Regions from separate parts of the Mus musculus genome. Here all the other regions are linked to region 1. A link is a contact called in public Micro-C and promoter capture Hi-C data. All regions are on one chromosome and are shown on one strand. Each heading gives the region's core, a stretch centred on a gene start, on an enhancer-like site or on the middle of the called end of the contact. The rest is flanking DNA. Distances are from core to core; before and after follow the strand shown.

What was found. Promoter capture Hi-C pulls out the DNA fragments that hold promoters and counts their contacts. Hi-C and Micro-C count contacts between places; a contact is called where the count stands out from the background.
Region 2: a contact with region 1 is called in a promoter capture Hi-C map of embryonic stem cells, with 4 times the contacts expected there. The contact joins the enhancer-like site here to the promoter of Ercc6l2 in region 1. A contact is called at or near these places in 19 of 39 promoter capture datasets (the 3T3-L1 cell line, 3T3-L1-derived adipocytes, the HPC-7 cell line and 11 more), 1 of 15 datasets of contacts at CTCF or cohesin (embryonic stem cells), 29 of 484 Hi-C or Micro-C datasets (the C2C12 cell line, the G1E-ER4 cell line, the HL-1 cell line and 15 more), 26 of 115 datasets of contacts at active chromatin or transcription factors (T-cell acute lymphoblastic leukemia, acute myeloid leukemia, cardiomyocytes and 10 more) and 5 of 9 other capture datasets (adipose tissue, embryonic stem cells, liver and 2 more).
Region 3: a contact with region 1 is called in a Micro-C map of embryonic stem cells, with 3 times the contacts expected there. The contact joins the enhancer-like site here to the promoter of Ercc6l2 in region 1. A contact is called at or near these places in 1 of 39 promoter capture datasets (macrophages), 4 of 484 Hi-C or Micro-C datasets (the N1E-115 cell line, embryonic stem cells, nephron progenitors and 1 more), 2 of 115 datasets of contacts at active chromatin or transcription factors (embryonic limb bud and embryonic stem cells) and 3 of 9 other capture datasets (adipose tissue, liver and pancreatic islet).

What each region holds. Positions count from the first base shown.
Region 1 is chr13:63,813,360-63,817,798 of GRCm38.p6, reverse strand. Ercc6l2 (excision repair cross-complementing rodent repair deficiency, complementation group 6 like 2) reads right to left here and starts at 2,559. Exons shown (of 19, transcript NM_001013608.3): 1 at 2,282-2,559. The coding sequence starts at 2,324.
Region 2 is chr13:64,029,319-64,033,757 of GRCm38.p6, reverse strand. No RefSeq gene overlaps it. Among named protein-coding and RNA genes, the nearest start is that of Gm30999, 25 kb to the left of the region's middle. Within about 2 kb of position 2,322, at least 6 of the 459 cell types and tissues checked have an H3K27ac peak or open chromatin away from gene starts, as enhancers often do. A contact at or near this core is called in embryonic stem cells and liver, where this site is marked.
Region 3 is chr13:63,966,810-63,971,248 of GRCm38.p6, reverse strand. No RefSeq gene overlaps it. Among named protein-coding and RNA genes, the nearest start is that of Gm30950, 41 kb to the right of the region's middle. Within about 2 kb of position 2,453, at least 5 of the 459 cell types and tissues checked have an H3K27ac peak or open chromatin away from gene starts, as enhancers often do. A contact at or near this core is called in embryonic stem cells, where this site is marked.

The DNA.
Region 1 (4,439 bases), core at 1,310-3,809:
TACTCCTACACACACTCCACTACAATCTCTTTTCTGATTTTAAGTCAAAATCAAATCACAGCTGGGTATGGTGGTGCAAATCTTTAATCCAAGCACTCAGGAGACAAGAGGCAAGCAGAACTCTGAGATCTCTGCGATAGAGGTTAGTTTGGACTAAGAACTATAGAGCAGAACAGCCAGGGCTACACAGAGAAACCCTGTCTCAAGAAAACAAAGAAACTGAAACAAACAAAAATATAATTTTTCTCTATGCCAACATCTCTGGAAAGCAAGAGATAGCAAACTTTTTCTATAGGCAACTACTAGCTATTTGTTAAATTACAGTTTAGAGACCATTTATTCTCTTACTCTTTAAAGAAAAAAATCAGTCACAGACAATAACTAAATGAGCATGGCTGTATTCTAATAAACCTGTATTTTAAAAGGCAACATCAGATTTGATTTAGTAAGTAGTTCGATGACTTTGTCCTTAGTACATGGTACCATCACTTATTGAAAAAACTCTTGAAAAAATTCTGTATATCAGTAGTTTAAATATACTTAAACTATTCTAAATGTCTGATTCTTTATCTATTGGAATAATACATATTGAAACAATAGCTCTTCTAGTTAAGAAAAAATCTTAGACTAACACACAAAAGACAGTTAACAAGCATAAGCTGATTTTTTTTTGTTTGTTTTGTTTTGTTTTTTTGAGACAGTGTTTCTCAGTGTAGCCCTGGCTGTCCTGAACTCACCCTGTAGACCAGGCTGGCCTCGAACTCAGAAATCCGCCTGCCTCTGCCTTCCGAGTAATGAGATTAAAGTCGTGTGCCACCACGCCCGGCTATAAGCTGAATTTTTAAGTGAAAACAAATTATTGATCTAGTGAGATAGCCCCTAAAAAACTCATAGACATAAACATAATGGCAAAAGGTGCTTTGGAAGAAGAGAACAGAGTGCTATGGAAAAGAAGTATTGGGAGACACATTTCAGAAAAAATTTTCAGGTAGACCTGTATGTATGTGGAAAACACCAGGACATCTTTTATGGGCACCTTTGTACCTGAGTTTGGGTTATTTCTAGAACCAAATAGATAAAGTTGGAGTCAGGAATAATGATTCTGTTACTACAGAGATTGGAACTGCTGATCAAGGGAGGACTTTTCTCTGAAAGGTAGGACTGGGGGTATTGCTCCTAATGATTGGGATGCCTCTCTCAATTCCAAAGTGCCTTTTTTGTTTGCTTCCAACATAGGAAACATACTTCCTTCTTGGACACTCTTGAGTGATCTGTTCTTCCCATCAGCAATTTTCCCCCTAAAATACCAAAAGTGACTAAATCTTCTAATAGCATCAAGGAACAAACATAGCAGTCCCATCACTGTCACTTAGAAGATCCACCATTTGCCTTTAGCAGTCAGATTCATAAAGGCATTTCTATTTGTGGGCCCTTAATTATGACATGACCAATTTTTAGTCCTACGAGTTCAAGGTTTGTTGCTTACCCTGAAATTAGCATTGAGCACCTGCTTACTTTCATGAGATATCTTCCTCAAAGGAAGAGCAAGATTTACCCAATGATTCCTGGGCACAGAACACTCAGTTGTAAATCTGTTCTGTCAGGGCTTGAAGGTTGACTCCATCTGTAAGCCAACTTGCTGCTAATACTGCTGACCTGGATTCCAGCCTCTGAATTCATAAGGAGAACTGACTCACCCAAGCTATCCTCTGACTTTCACATGCCTGATGCACACATATACACAAAGTTTGTAATCTGTTATATCAATCAATTTTATTAATAAAAGCTAGAGGGCAAGTCTGCATCCCTGATGGCTTGTGAGATAACTGCACTTTCAAAAGCTCTTGGTGATCTACTAGAGGCAAAATTCTGCTTCAATACGCCATGTAAGTGAACTAAACTAAATAAATAGGCCTTTGATCATCTACCTAACAGATCCCTGCTATTGACTAATAACTGGCATATACAAAGACAAAAATGACATTTACTGAACGCCAAGGGTCAAAAGTGGAGTCACTTGCATCTCATCTCATCTAATAGTCACAAGAAGCAATAGTCCTCGTTTTACAGATGAGGAGTCTGTTCCCACTGCTCGGCGAGTAACTGTGAGGGACAGCACTAAATTCTTTCGTCCAGGCGGCTGAGTCGCAAAGCCGAGGACTTCCCGCGGGGCAAGAGTTCGAAACCCGCAGCTGTCAATCACAGGAAGCACGCGGGAGCCGCTTCCGGAAGTGCCCTGAAGACGTGTGCCTGCGCAGAGGCGCGAGCTCGGAGCTCATACCTTTGCGGGAGTCTGCGCGGGACTGCGGGGCGGAGATGTCCATCGGGCTAGGGGCAGGCACCCGGCAGCCCCGCCGCTCTCGGCGGCGAGGAGAGCACGGCACGTGGGCCGGCTGCCGGGCATCGCCCGCCCGGAGCGGGGGGCGCTATGTGGGGCCTGACGCGGCGGCGTCACCTCAGCGACCAGCCAACGCTCGCCAGAGCCCGTAAATCCCGCGAGAACGAGCGCCTCTGCGCTCCATCGCTCGCCTCCCTCCAGATATCGCGAGAAGATGGACTAGCCTTTCAGCGGGCGGAAGCGGCTTCCCTTCCAGACGAGGTCAGCCTCGCGCAGTTCGCGAACGTCCCAAATATCGCGAGATTTGGCATTAGTCGGCGACCTCGACCCTCTTCGCTGAGGGAGTCCACGACCTGAGGTGTGTGACATCCTCCCAGGGCGGAAAAAGACAGTGTGAGCCCTGCACAGACCATTGACACTGTGGTGGCCTTGTCGTCTAGGAGCTTCAGGAGGCGAGCCTTAAGAGGGCGTTTTCTTGGGTTTGCCTACTTTATCGTAACTCACTCGTGCACAAACAAGGCAACCCCTGGGGTTCGGTTTTCTTCGCCATCTGAGAAGAGCAGCGACTGTGCCTCGCCCTGAGAGAGAAGCACACACCACGCAGCCTGCTGCCTCCAGCACAGCGTTCTGCGCACGAGCTGAATGGATTTTGCCTGTCCCAACATCTCCTGAACAAGCTCGTGAAGCCAAATGTATTCTTCATGTCGAATTCTTGTGATTTTTTTTTTTTTTAGGCCACTGTGCCTGTGTACGGGTCTCGTAGAGCTAAAAATCCAGAAGTCAGAGAAATTGCATTCCTTCCTAGAAAGTGGAAGAATCTCCACTCCTTGGCTTGACCTCTTTCTTCAAAGCCAAGGATAGTGCATTTCCTGAGCCTTCCACAATGGGTTTGGGTTTTGGGGGGGTTTGTTTGTTTGTTTGTTTGTTTGTTTTGAGCTCACCAGAATAATCTTATTTTCAGGTGTACACTCATAACTACATCAGAAAAGGCCCCTTGACATGTAAGATAACATGTATGGGTTCCTGGATTTAGAGACACAAATTCCTCTTGGGGATCATTATCCTGCCTACTGGAGGATCTTATTTGTATATACTATATGCCTATTCAACAAAGAGATCTCCATTCTTTGCAGATACTACTAAGACTAGTAGACTATTTTCAAAGGAGTGCTATATTAAGAGTGTCACTTGTTTGCAAAGCAATAGGAAAAGCTTTATAAAGAGAAACATTTAGGAATATTGATTTAGCTAGTAACAACAGCCTGAATAAAGGGGAGTAACTGCAAAAAATAAAGAGTTAAATAAATTTTGGGGGGAGGCAGGGATTTTGAGACAGGCCTTCTCACTGCGTAGCCCTAGCTATCCTAGAACTCATTCTGTAGACCAGGCTGGCCTTTGCCTGTTGGTTTAAGATGTAAGGCCTTACTGAAACTACAAGTGATTTGATAAATCCAAAATAAACATTGAAATGAAAGAAATCACCTTGTTAAAGGAATATCCTTCTAGCTAACAAGACGACTCCTCACCTTTGAGTGTCTCTTATGTAACTGCATTGCCATGATTGTCCTGTTTAATGAAATGGGAACAGTCATAACATGAACATGTCTTAAAGGTTAAGCATCCTGCCCTTAGGGTAGCTTTTGTTCTTGTCGGTTGCCTGTCATCCTCTTGTGTGGATGCTGATGTTGTAAACCTCCAACACTAGGATGCCAGTTACTTCAAGGTGAAATTGTGATATATTTCTGAAGTCAGTATAAGTGTTGTTGGATTGACTATATTGCATGCAAAACCACTGACAATTGATAACACAGCAAACATTAAGACAATTTAGACTACAAAAATATAACTGTAGTATAGCATGTTTGATATGCATGAGACCCTAGGCTCAACATCTAGCACCCAATAACAGTCATGATAAGCATTTCAAAAGAATTTTACTTGGATGCCAAAGAGACTTTTAATATAATTAACCCTGCAATACTTTATTAAAATTGGTTTCTACTTATGTTCACAACATAAAAGGCAAATATATATTATGTGATAAATCTTTAAAATAATGGATTTATTGAGTTCGAGGCCAGCCTAATCTACAAATTGAGTT
Region 2 (4,439 bases), core at 1,073-3,572, 220 kb before region 1:
CTGGTTGGGAGAACAGCATTTTCAGGTGTCCTCACTTGTCTGGAGGTAGGGTCGTAGGACGTGTGATTCAGGAAGGAAGAACAGGAAAGGAGTTGGGGCCAGCACTGTGAGCCACATTGAAGATCCCATTCATCTTGGTCCAGGGAGTGAAGAGCAAGGACTACCTTGCTTTTGTGACAGAGGTGACTGGAGACCATACGGCCAGGGCTAGATCTGAGAAATCAAACCCAGGAGTCAGGAGTGAGCTGTTTCTCCAGCCATTTTTATTTTCCAAGGTCGGTTTGAAGTCATCTATGCTGACGAGGATGACTGTGAACTTTTTACCTTCCTGCCTAAGTGATGGAGTTACGGGTGTATACCACCACACCTGCTGTATTTAGGGCTGAGCCCAACTTAGAGCTCTGTGTTGCTAGGCAAGCATTGCACCAACTGAGCTGCCTCCTGAGCCTAAACAAATGTCTTTTGTTTCTATTCTGGGTCCTGTGTTGTCCCCTGGACCACAACCAGTTCTACTCAGTTCCTTCATTGTTTATATCTAACTGTTGTTACTGTTAGTGGGTGCTGGGGTTTGGACCCAGAGCTTCATGCTTGCTAAGAATATTCTGTTCTACCCAGTTATTGACTCTATTTTTTTTTTTAGCTTAACTTTGTTTTTGTCTGTTTGGTTTAGTTTTTGAAACTTATTTTTTAATGTCGCGACAATATTGTCTCTGATTCCATTTACCATTTGGGAACCCTTACAGGCAGCCTGTGATTTTCTCTTCTCTAAAACTGTTAACACAGGAGAGACAGGGCAATGCTGCTTGGCTGTGATTGGTCTAGCTCCTCCACACCTTCTCTTCTGGGCCAACCTTAGCAGCTAGCAGCTGTTCTTAACCTGGGAGTCAAAAGATCCTTTTATAGGTGTTTCCTAAGACAATTGGAAAACACAGGTATTTACATTATGATTCATAACAGTAGCAAAACTATCATTATAAAGTAGCAACAGAGTAACTTTATGGTTGGGGTCATCACAACATGAAGAACTGTATTAAAAGGTTGCAGCATTAAGGAGACTGAGAATCCCTGGGCTAGAGGATGCTTTTCTATCACTGCCAGTGACTATGTTGCATGCCTACCTGCCTTGCAGGTAGGGCTCATCCTTTGCAGGGCTTCCCACCCATCATTTTCCTTGGGTGCTTTTTTCCCTCTTTATGTGTATGTGTGTGGTATGTGTAGAACAGCCAATTTAAGCTTGTCCCTGACTAGCTCACAAGTGATGAGACTCAGACTGTGGTTATTTTATTTGTCTTTGACAATTCCTAGGGGGTAACCCCTAATCTGCTCTTCTAACTGCTGGCCTGGTTACTTCCCCAGAGGTGTACCCCAAGTACTTGCTGTTTCTCCTGGCCATGTGCTCTTCATCCATCTCCCCTCACGGCAGCGTCCTCTTTCCTCCCATTCTTCTTTCTCGCCCCACCTTGTCCAACCAGGTCACTCCAAACCCCCTATCTCTAATCTCTCTAGTAATTGACTGTAGCCAATTTTATTTAACCAAAAGATTTATTTATTTATTTATTTATTTATTTATTTATTTATTTATTTATTTATTTATATGGTTTTTTCGAGACAGGGTTTCTCTGTGTAGCCCTGGCTGTCCTGGAACGCACTTTGTAGACCAGGCTGGCCTCGAACTCAGAAATCTGCCTGTCTCTGCCTCCCGATTTGCTGGGATTAAAGGCGTGCACCACCACGCCCAGTTTAACCAATAGTTTTAAATCAAAGAACAAAGTTTGCACAACAAAAGCTTGTAAGCCCAGACCTTCCAGTATAGAATTTAGCATTACAATACATAGCAATAGACCAAACCTCAATACATATATATGTATTCGTGTTCAAGTGTGTGTTTACAGGGACCCAGGGTTGATAGTGAGAATTTTTGATTGGTCTTTGAAGTAGGGTCTCTCAGTCAAACCCAGAACTCACAAATGTGGATGGTCTACTTGTCAGCCACTTAGATGATTCCCGTCTCTGCCTTCTGAGGCCAGGATTACAGGCACTCTTATAGACCCTCTGGATTTATGTGGGTTCTGGGGACCTAAACTCTGGTCCTCTCACTAGTGTGGTAAATGCTTCAGCCACCACACCGTGTCCCCAGTCCCAAGTACTGTATTTTGCAATCATTGTATCACGAGTTATATTTAGAAGATTTTTCATAAGATGGGAGTTGGTAGAGGGTTGGAACCGGGCAGCATTCTTAGGAAAGCATCTACACTTACCTTACCTCTGCCACCTGAGGCCACTCTCCACCTGGAATGCTTTGAACTGAAGCCACACCTCCAGGGATGTTTGGTTGTGGCTTTTTTTCCCTTCAATTCCCTGAGTGGAGGGTGGAGCAGCCTCTGGGTGACGCCTGTGTTAAGTTTCTCACCTTGGGTGGTCCCTAGCCATCACTATCTTTTGCCTAGATGCTCCAGGAGGTTGTGAAAATTGAAGCTCAGATGTGCCAAGTTCTGTTAACACCTCCAGGGCAGAAGGGCTTAGAATCCAGCAATCTCTGCCTTCACTTAGGCTTGGCCTGATAAGCATCAGATTTTTTTTTTTTTTTTTTTTTTTGTGCTTTGTAACAGGTAAAGAAATTTTGTTTCAATGTCTCATATGCCTTTATTGGGAAAGGTGGTTTAAATCACAGCCCATGGTGGTCCCAGAAGCCTTAGCAACTCCCTACTGAGGCTTTTAGACTGGAGACTGTTACAGATCCTGTTCTGCCACTTGGGCCTCTGCCAGGAGTCAAAGTCTAGTCACCATGTGTGGGTTATTGCCTACTCATCATCTCTTGCTGCCGGTCAGTCAAGATGACCCAGGACCTGAATAACCTCTATTCCCAGAAGTTTGGGATGAGTGATGAATTTGTGGTGGGTACTACTAGGAAACAATTTTTCTTTGCTTTCTTCCCCTGCCCTGATATTTCCTCTGGCTTATTTCAAGGGCCTTTGAGATAAAATCCAAGAGAAACGATGTTGCTCTCCTGGGGCAAGAAACAGATTTAAAACAAAGGACTTTGAATCCCAACATTTTAAACAAAGAATCTAGAAAACACCTTTGCCTTAACCTAGCTTTGAACAAACTTAATGGGGCCACGTATCCCATCTCCCACAGGCATAAAATGTCATTTTTTAAAAACTTAAATTTTAACTAATTAATTTCTTTTAAATATATTATGTGTATGGGTGTTTTGCTGCATGTAGGTCTGTTTACTATGTGTGTCCCTGATGCCCTATGGAGACCAGAAGGGGACAATGAAGCTACTAGAACTGGGGTTAAAAACAGTTGTGAGTCACCATGTGGCCTGGGTCCTCTGGAAGAGCAGCCAGTGCTTCATGTTAGACTGGTGGGCCAATGACCTTATCTGGGTTTTATTTATTTATTGTTGTTTTTGATACAAAGTTTCTCTATGTAGTCAGTTCTGACTGGCCTGCAACTCCATCTGTAGACCAGGCTGGTCTGAACTCAGAGATCCACCTGCCTCTGGCTCTGGAGTGCTGGGATCAAAGGCATGTGTGCCATACTCTGCTTGCCTTATCTTTGTTTAAAAATATTTGTCTATACACTATACACTATAGCTGTCTTCAGACACTCCAGAAAACGGCATCAGATTTCGTTACGGATGGTTGTGAGCCACCATGTGGTTGCTGGGATTTGAACTCAGGACCTGTGGAAGAGCAGTCGGCACTCTTAAACGCTGAGCCATCTCACCAGTCCCCTTGCCTTATCTTTTTAATGTGTGGTCTGGGAACTGAATTCCTGTCTTTGGCCTACTGCGGCTAACACTGACTAAGCTATCTCCCTAGCTTTACAAAGGGTAATTTAAACTCCAGTAAAATTCATAGACAATAAGAAGACAGTAACACACTGAATTTACATACAGTTATCCTTTATTGTCCACTAGGGGATTGCTGTCAGAAACTTGTGGGTATCAGAGCTGAAGATGCTCAATTTTCTCTTGTAATAAATATGTAATAAATTTGTGCATGTAGCTCTCTCTCTCTCTCTCACACACACACACACACACACACACACACACACACACACACACACACACACACACTTGTTTTTTCAAGACAGGGTTTCTCTGTGTAACAGCCCTAGCTATCCTGGAACTCACTTTGTAGAGCAGGTTGGCCTCAAATTCATAGAGAGCTCTACCTGCCTCTGCCTCCCGAGAGCTGGAATTAAAGGTATCCATCTCATCCCCATGTATATTTTAAGTCATTTCTCAATTGCCCGTTATATCTGATGCAATGTAAATATGATACAAATTGTCTATATACTACATTGGTTAGTGCATAGCATCTGACCATTGTTAATAGTAGTGCTACCAATCATGGGCCTAACTGGATCCAGCCTGCCAGGCATGGAAATATTTTACTTGTGTCTGTTGTTTTGACTATCAGACTATT
Region 3 (4,439 bases), core at 1,204-3,703, 150 kb before region 1:
CTGGCAGAAAGGATCCGAGGGAGGAAGGTATATCCTGGCTCATGGTTTCAGGGGCTCCACTTATGGTTGCTTAGTTCCATATGCTTAGGCTTACTATCCTGGTAACAGGAACATGTGTTGGACAGGAAACAGAAAGAGGGACAGGAACAGGGATTGCAACCTTCAGGGCCCACCTCCAGTGCCCTACTTCCTCCAGCTAGGCCCCACTGTCTTAAAGTTTCCACAACTTCCCATAATAGTGCTGTCCAAATGGCAACCAAATACTCAAACACGTGAGTTGGTGGGGAACATTTCACATTTAAACCATAATCCGTCTCTTCTAGGTTTCAGCTATCTGTGGTCAACTGCCGTCCAAAAATATTACATGGAAAATTCCAGAAATCCACAAGCCATAAGCTTGAAATTGCATGCTATTTTGAGCAGCATAATGAAATCTTGCACCATCCAACTTGGTCCTGCCCGGGGTGTGAATCACCCCTTTGTTCAATGTATCCATGTATGTATGCTACCTGCCTGTCAGTTACTTAGTAGCCATCTTGCTTAACAGATGCCTACATAACTAACCTTCACTTTACTTAATAATGGCTTCCAAACATGAAGGTGATGCAAAGGGGGTCCAGACATAAAACACACCCGAGGACAGATTGACTCTGAAACTGTTTCTGTGCTGCAGGGCACGTGGGAAAACCACGATCCACACTGGGGGGTCAGTAAGATCCACGGTTTGATGCATCCACAGGGGTCTTGAAACATGCTCCATGGATAAGTGGCTGCAGTGGCATTTACGATAGCCTATAACTAGGTAGGGTGGGAGCTACTCTCATGGCTATGTGATCAGTATGGGCGCTCTTAAATTGCACTGTATGGGGGGTTAGCCTTATTTTAGAAAGACACAAGGATGTGAGAAAGAAATTGAAAAAAGATCCGAGGCAATAGATTTTTACACATAAAACAGTAAATTATTAGGTGTTAGTTAAATATAAACGCTGCAAACAGTGTGTTTTATATACTCCTCCCAAGAATAAAAATATGCCAAGCATGGAGGGGGAAAGGCGTTAGCTAATCAGATTTCTGGCCTCCTCCTTGAAGCCCTAGTAACTGCTGTGCTGTTTAATGAGGTAGCAACCCAGTCTCCACAGACAGGAGAATCCAATAGAGGACTGGAGGGTTTGCTAGCCTGGGGACTAATTATTGCCTTGTTAAACAGTGAGATGGGGTTATTGTAATTTTGGGTATGGCAATTAAAGTGTATGGTGCAAACTAGCTTTTAGAAACTGATAATTTCTTGAAATCAAAGAAAAGCCAAAGGAGTAGTTTACAGAAATGCAGAATCTCCTTGGACCCAGTTACAAAGCAAGAGGAGAAGGAGGAGAAAGAGGAGGAGGGAAGGAAGAGAAAAAAAAATGGAAACTGTTAAATGAGCAACAGAATCAGATAGAAACCCCTTCAGACCACCTACCCAGCAGACAGTGCTACCAACTGGCACACATTGTAAGGTTGCCACAATGTAATACCACACAGAGCAGTTTACAAGTCCATTCTCTAGGAGCTAGAGAAATGGCTCAGGGCTTTAAAAGCATGTAACTCTCTTATAGTGTAACTGAATTCAGATTCTAGCATGACGTGTATGTACAACTAAGAAAATCAATACTCTAAGTGGAACTGGAAAACAAACAAAACAAACAAAACAGCCACCCCCCCAAAAAACCAAACCAACCAACCAGACACGTCATAGCAAAAACACTGAAGGTTAAATATATATAATATATGTGTACACACACACACACACATTGAAAGCACCAACAAGCATCAAGCAAGAAGACACGGAAACCGCAGGAAGATTGACAACCAACTTCTTGGGAGAAACAATGGAGGCTGCAAAGCAGTAGATAACACGTTTAAAAGGTTCACAAAAAAGACTAGCTAAACCAAGAGGAGATACTTGGCAAAGCTGTTATTACAGAATGAGAACAAAATAAAGATTTTCCCAGGTAAGGGAAGTCTGAGAATTTGATGTTGGCTAACCGTCCTTACAGGAAATACTAAAAGGAACTCTTGTGGCTGAGAGCACATGACTCCCACAATAACTTGAATTCACGTACAACAAACAGCAAAGGTACTTGTGTGATTATAAAGGATGGAGCAAATGCCCATTTTTTCTGCCTCTTTTTGTCTTGTCTGATTTAAACAACTTTCCCGATATAATATGGTCGTAATGTATTTGGGGATCTGCAGCACATAAAGATGTCAGATACATGTGGTATATTTGATCTATTTGGCAGCAATAACACAAAGGTGGTAGAGAGAGCAAAGCTCTATTAGACTATAAAGGTGTCTGGTAAGACAATAACAGGGTTGTTGTGATTTAAATAAGAACGCTCCCCTAGGCTCACATCTGTGAATGCTTAGTCACCGGGGAGTGGCACTAATGAAAGGATTAAAAGGTGACCTTGTTGGTGGAAGCTTGTCACTGGGGGTGGGCTTTAAGGGTTCAAAAGCCCAGGCCAAGGCCAGTGTCTCCCTCAGTCTGTGGATCAGGATGTAGCTCTCAATTACTTCTCAAGCGCCATGCCTGCCATGATCATAATGGACTAAACCTCTGAAACTGTAAGCAAGTGCCCAGTTAAGTGCTTTTTGAAAAAATAAGAGTTGGTTTGGTTGTGGTCCCTCTTCACAGCAATTGGACAGTGACTAAGGTAAGGTTAATTTTTTTTATATATTAATGATCTAAAATGTCTAAAATAGCATCAATAAAAAAGGGGAGTGCAATGTAACTAACTATACAGGGATGCATTTGTTCATTTCTGGAACAGTGCTTACTGTAAACGATACAAACTAGAACTCAATTCTCTTGAAATGTGTGCAGTAAACTCTATGGCAACCACTTAAAACAGCTAAATAAGGGGTCGTATGGATGACCCAGAGATGAAGAGCACGGCTGCTTCTGTAGAAAACCTGGGTTTGGTTCTCAGCACTCATCTGTTGGCTCACAAACACTTCTAACTCCAGTTCCAGGAGGCTTGGTGTCTTCTTCTGGCCAATATGTGCACTGCAAGAACACAGTGCACACACATATGTGTAGGCAAACTCTCACATACATAAAATTAAAAAAATAGTTTTAAAAGAAAAAACATTGACCTCATAGCCCATAGAACAGCTCAAAATAACACATCATAACACAATATACATATATACATATTCTTTCCAGGCATACTTTCCATGACAAATCTCACGTTAAATGCTAAAACAAATCTCAGACACAATACAAAGTAACAAAGTATGTTCTCTGACAACAATTCAATGAAAATAGAAGCCAAGAACAAACAAGAATTTGGAAAACTCATAAATGAGTATAAATTAGGCAAACACCCCTAAATGACTAGAGAGTCCGAATTCAAAGGAAATCAGTGCTGCTGGGGTGTAGCTCAGTGGTAGGCTGGGTGCCTAGCATGTAGCAAGCCTTGGCTTCCACGTCAAATACCACAAAACAAATTAAACTGAAACAACAGAAGTGAAATCAGAAAAGAGTTGTAGATAACAGAAAATGGAATCGTAATGCTCCTCATGAGATGCAGTCACAGTGGTGCTCAGAGGAACATGGTAGCTAAAATGTTTAAATCACAGAAGACAAAAGGGTCGGTGTGGTGGTGTGTAACTACAGCCCCGGTGCTGTGGGGGTTAAGGCAGGAGGATTGCAAGTTTTAAGTCAGCTTGTGCTATGTAAATGATATTACATTAGAAAAAGAACAATCGAGAGGAAGGAAATAATTCTGAACAGTGCAGAAATTATTGGAAGATAATAAAGAAAAATCACCAAAAGAAACCAAAGCTGGTTCTTTAAGAAAATAAAGAAAAGCTGTACCTAGATTAACCTAGATAAAAGAGAAGACCTCTAAATATTAAAATAATAAATGAAAGAGGGCAGTCAACCATCCAATTTATGCTAATAAGATATATTATTATAAAGAATACTGTAACTGATGTAGTCCAAATACAAAATAACAGATGAAATGAGTAAGTCTTTTGAAAGACAATAATGTAACTGATTAAAAATAGACAATGTGAATAAACCTCTAACAAAAGGGAAAATTGAATTACTAACAAAGTTGCTCACAAAGAAAATCCCAAGTCGGGAGGGCTCATCATTGAGTCTTAACAACCATTTAAAGAAGAATAAATAATCGTTCTTCACAAGAACCTCCCCAAGACATAGAAGAGGAAAAGTTCCCCAACCGCTTCATAAAACCAGTGTTAACCAGATGCTAAAACAAAATAAAGACATCAAAAGAAAGGAAAAATACAGATCAATGTCTTTATAAACCAGACACAAACAGCCTTTTAGAAAGCTAACCATACCAAATCCAGTCCTGCATGACGTCATACTTGTTAAGTGAGATGCATTCCCAGGATGTAGAGTGGGTTTAACATCAGATTATTAA